Linked DNA regions of Gossypium hirsutum: region 2 is linked to region 1. The links are chromatin contacts, called in public Hi-C maps. All regions are on one chromosome and are shown on one strand. The core of a region is the stretch at or near the end of the contact, and the rest is flanking DNA. Distances in the headings are between cores, read along the strand shown.

Region 1 (3,140 bases), core at 91-2,590:
CGTTGTTTTATCTTGTTGTGCAGGCTATTATCGTTGAGTTTCTTGGGAAGTTTGCTAAAACTGAGAAGCTTAGCTGGCAGCTGTGGCTGGTATCGATTGGTATCGGTTTTATCAGGTTGGTGGCTTTTCCAATGGCAGATTCAAAGTTAAAATTATTTTTTGAAAATCATGTTCTTCAAAGTTCATCATCTTACTATTGATTTCATTTTTAAATCAGTTGGCCCCTTGCTATCCTTGGGAAGTTCATACCGGTTCCAGAAACTCCAGTCAGTCGGGTCTTTTCTAGGATGTTCTACCGTCGAAGAAATCAAAGTAAGGATCTCCATTTCTGTATATATTAGACATGTGAATTTTGGCCTGGAACCCAAAAGTAGACCTGATTAACCCGATCCAAACCCGATTTCACCACAGGGCGCCAACAATCCATATAAAAAAATGCCTGAGCCCACCCAAAATTTCCCAAACTTGACCCATTATGACCTGAACAAGTAACTTGAGAAAAATCAACTAGAAAACAATCAAAACTGATCAAAAAATAATAAAAATCTAAAATGATCTGAATCCTGGGTTATTTTGAAAATTTTACCCAACTTCAACCCGAGTCGCACAACCTATTGTGCACGTGTGCAAGTAACTTAAAATGACCCCACCAGAACTGATCCGAGTCCGAAATCCCGAAGTTACACAAACCTAAAATGATCCAATGAAGATTGGATGGATTTAAAAGCAAGTTGACGTAGTTTATTCTTATTTAAGATCATTATGCCTTAATTTATTGATTTGAACTGAGATGTTTCAGGTAGTCAAAAGCATGAGGACTCAAATGCTACATCTATAAGAAATTGAAAAGGGAATGTTTGTCTATAGGTGTGTGTGATACTGATGTATTTTGCCATTTTCCCCCTCCTTTTCGGATGACAACAAATGTTAACACAAAAAAACTGAACATACATACGGAGAATTTCAAGACTGCCGGCTTCACATGTTTCGGATTCTTTTTTTCCTTTTAACAGAAGTCTTGAATTGGAGTTGTTTTTCTATTACATGATGATATTTTAGTTAGAGCTGGTAAATACCAAAGCATCATACCCCTGTTTCTAAATCCTTTCCTATTGCGTTTTCCCTATATTTGATTTATTCGTTTGTTTTTTTATTTTTAAAAAAAGGGTGCTATTTATAGATAAAAATAAAGAACTGCAGATGTCTTCTTGATTTCATTAATTAAAAATGTTCCCAGTTTCGTTTTTTTTGATCTGTCTTTTGTCTCTTCGATATGTTGTTCGGGATTTGCGCACTTTTTAAAATTTTAGAACTACTTCCATTTAATTTGAAAAAATAATTTGCCAGTGCACACAAGTTATCGCGCATATATTTAGGGATAACGGCAGCTTTTACCCCTATACTGTACCAAATCTTTCAATGTGGTACTGGTATTTTCAATATTTTCAAAATTGTTCGTGTCTCTGCTACCTTAACGGCGTTAATTGGTCCAATTATTGGTTGGCACTTGGAGGGGAAAAATTAAACAGTCAAAGTCCAAGGACTTTAAAATAATTATACCAGGTTTTATTTTTATACTTTTTTCCCTCTGGTATGTTTTTCATGTCTTCTTCCTCAGCCCAAGTTGCTGCCGGCGGTTGTTCTCTTTTCTTGTGAAAAGTGGCACCGGAGTGTAGCTCTACGTCACACTTTCAATAGCTCAACATTAGACTAAGGGTGAGCAAAACTCGATTCGACTCGAAAAAATTTAAAAAAATTCGAATTTCGAGTTAAACGAATCGAGTTATTCGAGTCAACTTGAATTTTTTTTTTGAATTTCAAGTTCGAATCGAGTTGAGTTTTCGAATTCGAATAACTCGAATAATTCGAATAATTCGAATATTAAACTATAGTATTTTACATTTTTACCCCAAACTCTTAAATCTTTTTACTTTTCCCTCGAAATTTTTACTCCTTCCTACTTTCCCCCAAAACTTTTACTCCCCTTCTATCCCAAACCCCCAATCTACCCAAAATCTATTTCCCACCAAAATTTTACGCTCCCATTTACTTTTTCTCAAAATTTTTTATTTTCCCCCATAATTTTTACTCCCTCCCACTTTCCCCCTAAAACTTTTACTTCCTTCCAATCCCACCTCCCATCTTCCCCAAATCCATCCCCCCCAATTTTTTTTTTAATATTTTCCCTCTAAAATTTTACTCCCTCTATTTACTTTCCCTCAAAATTTTATCTCCCAAAACTTTTTATTTTCCCCTTAAATTTTTACTTCTCACCTTTTACTCTCAAATAAAAAATCAAAATTATCCAAAAAAAACCACTAAACATAAATAGTAATAATTTTATTTATATCTACTATTTATATTATTAAATTAAATTTCACATTTTGTATTATTTATATTATTAAATTGTTTAGTCATATTGAACATTTATATTAAAATTAAATTATTAATTATGACATTAAATATTCATGTTAAAATTTTATATTGATATTCACATTTTATCTTTAAAATAACTTTTATTAAAAAATCATATTTTTACATTTAATATATTTTTTAATTCCAAAATACATAGTGACAATAATCTAGAGATAATTGAAAAAACTAAGCAAGCAAATAAGCTAACCCGTATATAAAAGATTAATAAATAAATTGTGAGGTGATGAAAGTTAATAAAAATTTTGATTAAGGTAGATAAATTTTATTATGATGGGTGACAGTGATTACAAGGACCCAAAATTATTTTTTAAAATTTAACTCGAACAAATAAATTAGATTCGAATTTCATCTCACTCGACTCGATTCGAGAAAATTTCAAATCAAATTAGGATGATAAAATATGATTCGTCAACTCGATTAACTCGAAATATTTTCATTCGATTCAATTCGATTCGATCGAACGCTCACCCTTACATTAGACATCTCGAAAAACCTTTTAATAGTCATGAAAATTTTCCAAAATTTTGAACTTCTCTAGCTGACCGTTCAATTGTTGTGTAACTTAGACAATAACTTTTTCTTATATGAATTAATTGGAGAATATCGATTAAATTTATGATTTTCTGATTTTGATAATTTTTTTTTAATTTAGAACTTGATTTTTCAATTTAGTTTTTAAATTTAAGTTCTATTAAGATGTGACA
Region 2 (2,950 bases), core at 204-2,703, 44 kb before region 1:
TTATTTAATTTCATATTTATCAATTACTCGACCTTTTTAATTAAAGGATAGAACAATCAGTTGGATTTATCATATATGAAGAGGATTAAACAACTCAATCAAAAGGCAAAAGGATGGTATAATCCCAAAACAATAGCGTTACACAAAATAGGGCTAGAGCATTAAAATTACAAGATAAAGATATTTCATTAACCAATCCATATGCACCAACTGAAACCTAAATGCAAAGAACTCTTACAAATTGAACCCATATTTTAAGATGTACAAAACATACCTGTTGACAACACCTTCACAGATGCACCAGTGCTCTCTTGTAATGACTTAATTAAGGAGCCTTGCTTTCCGATTAAACTGATTGCTTGCGTAGAAGCTACCAACAACCGGATCGAACAAAATGCAGCTCCGGCTGCTTTAGCATCCCCATCATTGTCCGGCAATCCAGCAACACGTTTAAAAACTCTTATAGCAGCATCCATTGCAGGCGAAAGAGGCGCCTCTGGTGCTTCCTTTCCAGATACTAGCACCTACAAGAAAAAGCCAATAAATTCAAGGAACCAGAACAAGGGTAGCTAGATTTACATAAATCTCACAATGGACAGAGTACTTACTATTTGCTCCAAAAACAAATCTTTGCCTACAAACAATAGTTCTACTTCTCTATACAGTAATAGTTACAAAAGGGTACCTAGATTTACATAAATCTCACAATGGGAAACCATCCTATTAAGCTCAGTTGTTACTTTACTGCAATTTTTCGCTACCAAAAAGAAAAAAAAAACGAAATTTTTTAACTTTTTCGAATCAAGAGATACAAGATTTGCATCAATATAGATTAATTAGGCCTAAAGTTTCTCTTCTTTTACCCTTAGCTCGTTTTTTCATTATCAAACATATTATAAACTAAAGAGAGCCCAATGAATCGACTACTGTGAAAGAGAAAATGAGGAAAATATTTTAAGGTAAAAATTAAAAAAGAAAAAAAAGAAAGGGCGTTTACAATTCGATCGGGAGTTCCAACAGCACCATCAAGTACGCGGATACGGGCCCGGGTTTCCTCGCACATCTTCTTGATAAGCTCGCCTTTACGGCCAATTATGCTGCCCACTTTAGAAACCGGCACGATGAGCCGAAAAACGCAGTGACCCGGCCAGCCAGGCCACTTCTCTACTGCTGGGTTATTAGCGGTCGTTTCTGAAGGGTTTACGGCTGATGGGTCGGCTACTATAGCCGTGTTGTTCGGTGCTTGGGTCTTTGCCGAACCGTTCTCCGAGGCGTCGGCGATTTCCATGGCGGGAATTTTTTACTTGCAAGAGCTGGTCGGGGCTTCGAAAAAGAGGTTTCTACTTCGACTTGCTTGAGAAAATAAAACGGTGTTCGTCAATTACGACGGAGGTGTTTATAATAGATAAAGTCGGGTCAGGTTTGTGTTGATTTAAAATAAGCTAACATTCATAAATCTATATCTAAAATAATTTTATTTAATAAAAATAATAAATATTAATTTAAGGGTATTTTTATCTTCTTATATAAAATCGAAAAAAATGTAAGCTTATAATAAAATCTAAACTATGCTTGACTATGATTTGGCTACTCGTTTAGATCCGAAGGTCTATCTGAAAAGTTAAAATATTTGAGAAAAAATATAAGCCCAAAAATAAATTTAGATAAAAAAATTTAAGGCCATTTTCTAAAGGGTTGAACCTCGAGTATGATATTTTTGACCCGTGAACTTTTTTTCACTTTTTGTTGTTATGTTATTATTTTACTACTGTTTCGCTATTATATTACCACTATTTTGTTGTTAATGTTTGAATATTGTATAACTCTTGTTTTATTGATAATTTTGTTACTATTTTTGAGACATTTACTTGTTAAGTAGCTACCTATCTTAGTGTTACTTAAATATGAGGATTTTTTTTAATTTATTTTTAATTTGTTGAAATTTATTTATTTTAATGTTTTTAGTGTATTTGGTATATTATATTTTTAAAATTTGTTTTTATATAAAAAAATCAAAAATAATTAATACTGGCGGGTCAGGTCGAACTCAGGTTTAACATTTTTAATTTAGGTCGACCCAGCCCGAAAATGGGCCTAAAATTCTACTTCAACCCTGTCCAAACTAGCCCATGATCATGTCTAATTTGAACCCAATACACCATCATATACACTCTTCTTACTTTATCGTTCCTGCTAATACAATATTTAATTTTTATGTCAATTTTTAGTAAATATATTGCACAACCATTTTCACTCAAGATCACTAAACTATTCACAAGTGTATGTTGATGACATTTAACTTCAAGATGTTGCAAAATAATAATTGAACTATATGAAAGTTTTCATTTAAGTCATTGAACTATTTGAACTTTTTTAGTTAAGTTACAGTAATGTTAATTGTTTTTTAGCTCGGCTGGCTAGTTCCAAGTGATGAGTTGACGATCAATGAGGTTGATCGATACTCATCAATGAGTAGTAGAACATGCATTAAATCCAAATCGATTTGATAGTCAGTGTCGAAGATCAAAAAATAAATTATTTGGGCTTTAATTCGTAGATTCGTAACGTTTAATGTTGTTTCATGAAAAAATGAGCCATAGAAGAGAATAATAATGAAATCTTTCGATTGGTGCAAGCGGAGTGAATAGAAAAGGTCATACAATAGCGACTTTAACAACACAATAACTTAAATGAAATCTTTCTAATGGTTTGGTGATCATTTTGTAACTTTTTTAAATTTTAATAACTAAAACGTAAAGTTACTAATAGTTTAGTGGCATTGGGTGTAGTTTACTCATTAAAATAAGGTATTTTAATATTTATAAATACGGTGTTAAGATTATGTATTTTTTTAGGCTTAATATATTATTTGGTACATGGGTTTTACACTTGTTTCTATTGCGATACTTGTTTTATATTTTGGTCCAATAAGGTACCTTTATTTGACAAA

What was found. Hi-C and Micro-C count contacts between places; a contact is called where the count stands out from the background.
Region 2: a contact with region 1 is called in a Hi-C map of anther, with 1.9 times the contacts expected there. The contact joins the promoter of LOC121204873 here to the enhancer-like site in region 1. A contact is called at or near these places in 2 of 34 Hi-C or Micro-C datasets (anther and leaf).

The regions. Positions count from the first base shown.
Region 1 is chrA08:2,132,226-2,135,365 of Gossypium_hirsutum_v2.1, reverse strand. It overlaps LOC107926244 (calcium-transporting ATPase 10, plasma membrane-type), which reads left to right. Exons shown (of 36, transcript XM_041075588.1): 34 at 24-115; 35 at 218-312; 36 at 800-1,102. The coding sequence ends at 846. Among protein-coding and RNA genes, the nearest start is that of LOC107926244, 15 kb to the left of the region's middle. Within about 2 kb of position 1,340, at least 4 of the 9 cell types and tissues checked have an H3K27ac peak or open chromatin away from gene starts, as enhancers often do.
Region 2 is chrA08:2,176,371-2,179,320 of Gossypium_hirsutum_v2.1, reverse strand. It overlaps LOC121204873 (RNA-binding KH domain-containing protein PEPPER), which reads right to left and starts at 1,453. Exons shown (of 6, transcript XM_041075592.1): 1 at 998-1,453; 2 at 275-524. The coding sequence starts at 1,288.